3 separate regions of the Bicyclus anynana genome follow, and regions 1 and 2 are each linked to region 3. Evidence: chromatin contacts called from public Hi-C data. All regions are on one chromosome and are shown on one strand. The core of a region is the stretch at or near the end of the contact, and the rest is flanking DNA. Distances in the headings are between cores, read along the strand shown.

Region 1 (3,042 bases), core at 233-2,732, 180 kb after region 3:
AGTCCTGAGTCTGAATTATTGAGCTTTGCAGAAAGATTTTCTACTATGGACATGTCACTAGCGCGCCGAAACTGTGGCGAAGAAGGCGCCAAATTATATAATGTAAAATATAGATGACTTTACCCTATGTTCAGTTGATCTAAATCAGGGATTTGTAAAGTAAAACTGAATTATCAGGTTACCAACTTTTGCGGCGCGAACTGTAAGTTAAAAAAAATATAATATTATACTGAAACTTCTTAGTTATCATTGTAGTGCCAATATCTTTGTCCTCGCATTTAAAAATAATATTAAAATAATTTGACAAGTGTAATTTATTAAAAGTTGTAAACCTACTTAGTTTACTTTCTACATACGAGTAAGTAATGTTAGTTTATTATTTTCAACATTAGCTTGATCTTATACGGTACAATGTATTAAATACGTACCTACTATTATATATAGTTTTCGAGCCTTAAGCTTTTGTATCTTTTTCAAGCAACCAAAAATTCATTCGTTTAACACTTTTCTTTATAACTATACATAAGTTGGTTGAAATATTGGTTCAACCTACTTGCTTATACCTACTTAACCTGCTTAACTGCTAGGTGTGGTCACGCTAGTGACCATCAAAAGATGACCACAGAATTTGGTATGATTGACCATTATTGCCTAACTGTTTGTTCACCCAATTTGTGACAGTAATTTCATTTTAAAAACCGATCATGGACAAACAAATGTGAATTTGCCATCTACTTACTCGGTTGTATTCGTCCATCATGACCGCCAGTGTAGATGAGCCGTTATAAAAAACTCAACTCTTAGATTTTGTACCAAAAAAAATAATCTTTTGAATAACGTATGTTTCCCTATCTACGAAAAGATGGCGTTACTAGTATATAAATAAAAGTTTAAAAAAACAATAGTTTTCCTAATTCCAAGCATCCAACATTATGTATTTTAAACACTAATATAATTATTTAATCTGTAGAAATAACGTTCATTACCGTTTTTCGTACCAATATGTTTTAAAATATCAAAAATGCGGCTGTAAAAATTATTACAAATTCTATGTGAAATATCTTTACAGTGCTGCACACTTGTCAATATTTTGTAAGATATAAAATTAATTTTAATACTAGTCCAATCTGTAATAGATTTTAAATAAGTACGTTACATGAAATAGTATTACTTTCTCCATAAATTAATGACTTTAACTATCTAAGTTAAATTATTGACTTTTATAATAAATACTAGTAAAATGGTCCAAAGTTGAAAAGTTTGAAAACATCAAGTGACACATTTGTACTCATAAATTTAAAGAATATATAATCAAAATTGTATAACGTAGTTCTAATTACTTTCATTGTAGATTTTAAGGAAAATAAAAAGCATCTGAATACTGCAAGGTATTTTTATTTTCATGAAACTTTATCAGCGCCATCTAATGTCGAATAGCTAAACTGAACAACGAAATGGTTTGTTTCGACGTTGTACCGTCATAGTGGAGAATGGCCGAGCAGCGCGCTAGCATCCACCTGTAAGACCACTGAACATAAAACGCTAAGCTATCGATATCCATGAAGAATACCTAATTTCTGGCCGCTCAGAGATTGCGTTTCTGACAGGTCGTGATCGCATGGACGATGTAACTTCGAACTGGCGCACAAGGTTCTGCGCTGTTTCAAGATTATGCCAACTGTTTGTCTTTGTAGTGATGAGACAAAAAACGAGGCATTTTTAATTGAATTATGTTTGTCCCATTCGATCACTACCTACCTGTGTATCATTTCAACCTAGATTCGGCTTGCGGCTGAGTACGAGTCTCCTCTCAAATAAGGGGTTAGGCCTTAGTCCACCACGCTGGCCATATGCGGATTGGCAGACTTCACACACTTAGAGAATTGACGGCCTCCGTGGCGCAGTGGTATGCGCGGTGGATTTACAAAACGGAGGTCCTGGGTTCGATCCCCGGCTGGGCAGATTGAGATTTTCTTAATTTGTTCAGGTCTGGCTGGTGGGAGGCTTGGGCCGTGGCTAGTTACCACCCTACCGGCAAAGACGTACCGCCAAGCGATTTAGCGTTCCGGTACGATGCCGTGTAGAAACCAAAAGGGGTGTGGATTTTCATCCTCCTCCTAACAAGTTAGCCCGCTTCCATCTTAGACTGCAACATCACTTACCATCAGGTGAGATTGTAGTCAAGGGCTAACTTGTAAAGAATAAAAAAAAAATGAAAAATATTGAGAAAATTCTCTGGTATGTAGGTTCCTAACGATATGTTTCCTTCACAGTTTGAGACAAGTGATATGTAATTTCTTAAAATGCACTTATATGGAAAATTGGAGATGTATGCCCCGAATCGAACCTACGCCCTCTAAATCGAAGGCAGAGGTACTGTACACTGGGGTGACAGGGAATAAGGGTCTAAGCAACCCTTAATTATATTGTTTTATATTAAGTTATCTATACATAAATTTAACTAGCGGACGCCCGCGACTTGGACTGCCCTTAGACGTCTTTAATCCGGCCCTATCGCAAAATCCGTTCTTAGCGGATATCTAATAACGATAAACTACCTCCCTGCCAAATTTCAGCTTTGTACATCAAGCGGTTTTCGAGATTTCGTGATGTCCTTTCACGTTTATATATTAAGACTAGCTGACACCGCGCGGTTTCACCCGTTCCCGTAGGAATATGGGGATAATATATAGCTTATAGCCTTCCTTGATAAATGGGCTATCTAACACTGAAAGATTTTTTCAAATCGGACCAGTAGCTCCTGAGATTGGCGCGTTCAATCAAACAAACAAACAAACTCTTCAGCTTTATAATATTAGTATAGACAAACAAATAATCATATTATACTCGTAATCTGAAAATTGGTTCCTAATTGAAAATAAAGCAAATCTTTTTCAGAATCAGATTTACATTTACCTGAGTTATTAACCTCTAAACAAATCTGTTTAACTACGAGTCAACGACCGTTGGTCAAATCACTTGACCACGCCAACTTCCAGATACCTGTCAGTTGTCATGGCAACCGCGTGCAAACAACCAACA
Region 2 (3,353 bases), core at 213-2,712, 160 kb before region 3:
CTGCTGATTAAAGCCGCGGGTATTTTCTAGTAAAATACATGTAAACTGTACGTAAACTTAGTGATAAAGACGTCTGAAATTGTCTACATTAACCTTAAAAAAATTTAAATATTATAGACAGAAATTCTCCTTCCGATAACGCCATTACCGCAGATAGGTACATAAAGTTTTTTCAACTCTATGTTACTCTACTATAGAAGCTCCATACTCCTTGTAGATGTAGCTATAAAAAAATATCTTAAAGGTAGTATTTTCCAATGTGTTTCAAAACTAAGTGACTATAAGCTGAGGTTAAGCACTTTTGTAAAACTTTCAGTACTTGAACAGTTTTCAGAAAACTATCTAGAACTTACCTCATCACAGGAGTGGCACCTCGGCTTCAACCTCTCTCCATAGTGTCGGACACAGTACAGGTGTCCATCCAAGGCACAGTAAGAAAGCTCCACCAGGAGTTCGTCGCATTCGGAGCATGTAAAGCACGCTGGGTGATAGAATGCCTAAAAAAAAAAAAAAAAGTATAGCGCCATCTAGTGTCGAGTAGCAGAACTAAAAATCGTATTTTTGTAGTGAACGCCATCTAGTATCAAGGTGCAGACCTAATAATAATCATGTAGCAAAGCTTCAATTTATCCATAGATGGCGCTCATAGTTTAGTGCACAATATTTAAGCAATATTACCTACCTCTTCACTAATTCTTGGAGCCTGAATAGCAATGTTTCCATTACGAATAGCTTTATTGCATCCTATACACTCCACGGACGGACCATGATGTTGACAGGCATTTCCTGTAATAAAATTTACAATATTTTAAAGAAACATTTTAATTAATATTATTCATTCTAGTTATACAACTAAGATATTAAAACATACATATTAAGTTAACAAAAAGGACCGTACCTACTGTGTAACTTGGTTTTTGAGTATATGAAGATTGTAGGTATACCTAAGTATGGAGATGGATATTAAAGTCAATATTGTCACTAACTTTAAAACTATTTAAAATAAATATTTGTAATATATCTAGTAAAAACAAAAAAAAATACTTGGCTCACTAATAAGACAAGCAGGTCATCTCTTCCCAGATGAGAATCCAGGTACGAGCCTCGAGACTTAGTTATCTTTTAAAGAAAACATTTTTAACGGGTAAGGGTAAGGGTCATGTTCTTCAAACCCCTTATGAGGCTTGCGACCTTCTTGGGTCGTCTTGGGTGTCACACCAGGTACTCGGTGCGTACTAATAGTGCTCGCTATCCTGCGCTACGCGGAAATAAGACAATTGTATATTCAACTACTGTACGCTAGATGGCGCTGTACAACATACCGATATCTAACGCAATCTCATTACGGGCGGCTACGAAGTCCTCAAACTGTTTCCTATGAGGCTCATCTATGTTATTGCACTGCGTCAGAGACAGATCCTGCCTGGGCAACTGGTAGGCCAAGGCTCTGGTCCTCCAAGCGCGCCAAGCGGCCGGCCCAGTGGCGCCACCTACGTTAGGCGCCCGCTCGGCCAAGGCAGCCCAATATAGTTCGGTCTGCGAAAGATTAAATTAATTACAGTCAGTGATGCTTTGAAATATGCTGTAAATTTAGAAATTTAGACGTTAATTTATATGGTGTTTAGCTTAAAATACATTCGGTATAAGCAAAGTTTAGTACGGAGTTTCAATGATTTAGGTGTATGAATTAGTCTGATCTAAAACACTGGGTCAGTACAAAATACATAACTGTATGTATGTACTTTTAAAGTGTGTATTAAATTATAGTAAATTAATTACCTAATTATTATTTAATTGCACACTGCAGTTTGATTTATTATTTACGGTATATTATGAAAGACTTCATTATTAAACTATTAATTACGCTATAAAATATAATGAACCTATAAAATACCGTCTATGCTTAGTAAGTTTTTATGACTTTCAAAAGTGTTAAGCGATCTTAACTGAAATATGTTTATTCGTTAATGTGTTTTTATAGTAATAGTTGCCGAGACATGCAGATGGCCTGATGTTTATGGTCTAGTTGTAATTTTATGTTATCTGTGTTTCTAACAGAAAAACACTTTGCTTGCAAGTTGCCATGTGCTCATCAACCTGAAAACAACTTGTTCCTGTGTCTACTTGTCATGAATTAAATGGGTTTTGATTTTTGAGTTTGAGTACCTAAAATACCCAATCTCTCCTGACCTGCTTGACTAAATTATACTTATAATTAACAATAACAACATTTTACTAATGGAAGAACAGTGTTTAAAATTAAGTTTTTAAAAAAATTAGGAAACGCACTGGCCACCCCTATGATTTTCTTTCTTTTTTTTTCTTTGATTTGTCCATTGTAATTTTTTACTATTTTTATTATGCCCGCTGTTATATTTTTGTGCTTTTATGTTATGTGTGTTATAACAGAAAAACACAGTGCAGTGCTTGCAAGTTGCCCTGTGCTCATCAACCTGAGAACAACTTGTTCCAATGTATACCTATCATTACAATGATTACATGGGTTCTTCTTCTTCCTTCTGGGCCGTTTCCGCACTTGGTCATTACATGGGTTTTGATTTTTGAGTTGGAATACCTAAAATACCCAATCTCCCCTGACCTGCTTGGCAGTGAGTCCGGGCGGGCTGTTGTCGTAGGCGATGTGTCCCCGGGTCTCGCGCAGGCCCAGCCGGTCGCGTACGGAGCCCAGCTCCTCGTGGTACACGGAGTGCTGGAGCCGGTCGCAGCCGCATGACTTGCAGGTCTTCCTGTAAACAAGATAATGTTTCCTTTAGTCATCAATCAATCAATCAATCAATCAATCAATTTTATTTTGCCAGAATATGGTACATTTACATAGGTCTTATATTATATTTTAACACATATCCTGCCATAGTTGGCGTGCAAAAGTTAACAGATCATACAAATTAATTTACAAATTACAAATTTACAAACAATAAAAATAAAACAAAGTTCAAATTAATTAATGTTAATATAAATGTCAATAAAAAATGTCAATATAAATGTCACTTTTATGGTCAATGTCCCTATTTAAGTTTTTCATTCATGTAATCATTGACGCTATAGTACAACTTTTTCATTAATAAATCAAATAATGTCTTCCTAAATTTATTTACAGCTAATTTTTTTATGTATTCAGGTAGGTGATTGAATAAAGTTACCGCCATGCAGTATACATTTTTGCTGGTAACTTTGTGCCTCTGCATAGGTATACATAGCTTGTATTTGTACCTGGTGTTCAAATTTTTTATTGATCTATAGCTTATAAATTGTTCTGGATTTTTTTTTACAAACATACACATTTCGAAAATATATAAGCTAGGTAGTGGCAATACTTTTAAAGATGTGAACAG
Region 3 (3,041 bases), core at 162-2,661:
GATTCTTTCGCTGACAGAAACTATTAAGCGTTGAAATTATATTAAAAATTTTAATTACGGGCAATTCATTAGATCTGTAATAATAGGACATTCTCGAGCGCCCTTGGTCCATTTATAGGGACCCTATAATAGGGTGCAAACTTGAAAGTTATCGCAAGCATATTTAGTGTCAGGGCCATGAATTTATTTTCATTTAAGCAACAGTCATAATGTTAATTTGTTGGCTCAGACCAATTACCTCTGGATTTGAATCGCATTCAAATTCACTAACAAAATTGTCTGTAGTTTTTTTGATGAGGTCGAGGTAAACTAGCACATTGAATTTTAACACTAATAAATACGTCCTGTGTCCTTACACAACTGTAAATTATAAATCGTAATACGCACACGTGTAATTTTAGCACAATGAAACATCGATTCTATAGATCCAGTTTGTATAACAACGTGATCATATAGTTTTGACAGAGGGGTAACGTCTAGCCAGGCAGGTCCTAGCACTAGCAGCGGACGTCCATCGGCTGTTAATGATGCTTATGATGAATGAAATACTCCACATAACGAGGCAGCTAGATCGCATAATGTTTAATGGATCTCTATCGGCCGGAATAGACAATGTCCAATGATGCTACCATTTTTCATATTTTTTATTCCACATTATGTTAATATTAACATACGATATGAGTGAATATTAAAAAATGCTATTTACTTAGAAAGAGCCATAGTAGCTCAACGATAAAGCAGTCGGAGTTACGGAGTCGGTGGTTCGATCCCCGTAAATTTACGTAAATTTTACACTCGACAAAACGAGGCAGCTAGTTCGCATAATGTTTAGTGGATCTCTATCGGCCGGAATAGGCAATGTCGAATGATGTTACCTACCATTTACTTTATTTTTTTACTCCACATTGTGTTAATATTAAAGTAGTGTAGTAGTAGTGAATATTAAAAAAAACCCTATATACTTAGCAAAAGCCTTTTAGCTCAACGGTTAAGCAGTCGGAGTCATCAATGGTGGTTCGATCCCCGTAAAACGTAAATTCTAAATATAATTCCTCCAAGTAGTCCTTCATGATTAGTTAGAGGGAAATGGTAATGGTAATGACAAATATTCTTTTTAAAAATTAGACGTCACGGTCCAAATTGCGCAGTTACTTACCGTACTAATACCACTAATTTGAACCCAGGACCTCGTTTTCTAAGACCACATAGGCTAACCAGTGTACCATAGAGGCATACCAATAATAGCGCTGCTTAATGTCGCGTATCGGATTCATTGAAACCTTACGAATGAAATTAATCCGGTTACAGAGGAAGTGGGTCATTTTCTCCCTCAGCTTGTGTTGATACATTACCATAGACCTCGGCGGATAATGGTGCGGCGCATTGCGGTGACTTCATACTTTCATACGCAAATCGCGTCGTTTTCATTAACTGTTCTATTGTGGTAGGCGTCCACTGATCCGCATCGTATGTATCAGACTCGTCTCAACAAACGAATTTTTTATTTTACGGTAGAAAAAATCCGTTTGATGCGTTCCCCACGATGCGGATCAGTGGACGCACTTTTATAACTTTTTATAGTAAGTATAGTTAAATCCGTTTGATACCATACATCCAATGTGTACAATGTGGATATGTGGACGCTGTGCAGCGCATTGCGGGACTTCATACTTTCATACGCAAATCGCATCGTTTTCATTAACTGTTCTATTATAGTAGGCTTCCACTGATCCGTATCGTACGTATCGGACGCATCGGATCAAACGGATTTTTAATTTTTCGGTAGGAAAAATCCGTAAGATGCGGATCAGTGGACGCACTTGTATGACTTTCTATAGCAGGGTTTCTCAAAGTGGGGTACGCGAACCCCCTAACATTAAATCCATTTGCGACAAGAAAGAAGCACACCCATCACATTAATATTACAAAAACATTTCTTTTAGTACTTTATGTGTTACCTTTTATTCAAATAAAAACCTTATTTTCTTTAGCAGTCAAAATATTTTTTTTTTGGGGAGGAGGAGGAGGTTCGTTAGTAAGCGTTAGTAAGGGGTTCGCTGTCAATTGGAAATTTTAACAGAGGTTCGTGGAGCCGAAAGTTTGAGAAACCCTTTTCTATACTAAGAATACTAAAATCCGTTTGATGCCATGCGTCCGATGTGTACTTACGATGCGGATATGTGGACGCCTACCGTAATAGTGCGGCGCATTGCAGTGACTTCATAGTTTCATCGCATCGTTTTCATTAACTGTTTCTATTATGGTACGGTTACAGAGAGACTTGTTGTCGTTTGATAACTTCTTACTACATAAGTAAGTCGTGACTTTAAGTTTTCGACTTTACTTATTACCATTATTATGCTTTTATAAGAAGTTAGTGCTCAAAAGATCACATAGCTCGTAAAAAGTATAGCGCCATCTATTGAGTCATTTTTAAAATATAACAAATAGCACCATCTGGCGGCGAGTAGCTAAAATACTAAATTTATATTCATTACTAGATGGCAATAGTTGTATTAAAAAGTTCTAGATTTGTATAGTTTGATAGGTAACTTGGCATAAGTTCCTTTGTATTCTTTCTCAATAAATAAAAAAGAAATTAAAAAGAAATAACCTGAAATATAAAATGTGAAAGGTCCTCATTGGGGGCACCACATGTATTTTTTTAACCACTGTTGCGGAATTAGAATTTGTTTTTTTTTTTATTTTTTGGTCAGGCCAATATTGAGATATTGAACGTTCAGATACTGAATAAACGTTAAAATATTGATTAAAAAACTGAAATTTACATTTTATTTTAAAGTAGTGGATGCCCGCGACTTTGTACGCGTAAAATTCAGTGGAACCATTGATGTTTCTTGTTTATAAAATAGCCTATAATAATAATGTAGTTTAATATCTTTATCTTGCAGTAAAAGTTCTGTTAAAATCAGTTCAGTTGTTCCAGAGATTAGTCCGGAGTCCGGACAAAAAATAGACAGACATACAAAACCCCTTTATAATATTAGTATTACAAGTTAGCCCTTGATTGTTATCTCACG

The links. A called contact is a pair of places that touch in the nucleus more often than the background predicts.
Region 1: a Hi-C map of whole larva shows a contact between it and region 3, with 7 times the contacts expected there. The contact joins two enhancer-like sites. A contact is called at or near these places in 2 of 2 Hi-C or Micro-C datasets (whole body and whole larva).
Region 2: a contact with region 3 is called in a Hi-C map of whole larva, with 6 times the contacts expected there. The contact joins two enhancer-like sites.

What each region holds. Positions count from the first base shown.
Region 1 is chr7:1,807,004-1,810,045 of ilBicAnyn1.1, forward strand. It overlaps LOC112047392, which reads left to right. Exons shown (of 7, transcript XM_024084505.2): 7 at 1-1,387. Among protein-coding and RNA genes, the nearest start is that of LOC112047389, 17 kb to the right of the region's middle. Within about 2 kb of position 1,483, at least 6 of the 8 cell types and tissues checked have open chromatin away from gene starts, as enhancers often do.
Region 2 is chr7:1,468,344-1,471,696 of ilBicAnyn1.1, forward strand. LOC112047339 (four and a half LIM domains protein 2) reads right to left here. Exons shown (of 12, transcript XM_052882721.1): 3 at 2,600-2,747; 4 at 1,323-1,536; 5 at 683-786; 6 at 354-497. Among protein-coding and RNA genes, the nearest start is that of LOC128198288, 31 kb to the left of the region's middle. Within about 2 kb of position 1,463, at least 8 of the 8 cell types and tissues checked have open chromatin away from gene starts, as enhancers often do.
Region 3 is chr7:1,623,505-1,626,545 of ilBicAnyn1.1, forward strand. No RefSeq gene overlaps it. Among protein-coding and RNA genes, the nearest start is that of LOC112047392, 8.8 kb to the right of the region's middle. Within about 2 kb of position 1,412, at least 6 of the 8 cell types and tissues checked have open chromatin away from gene starts, as enhancers often do.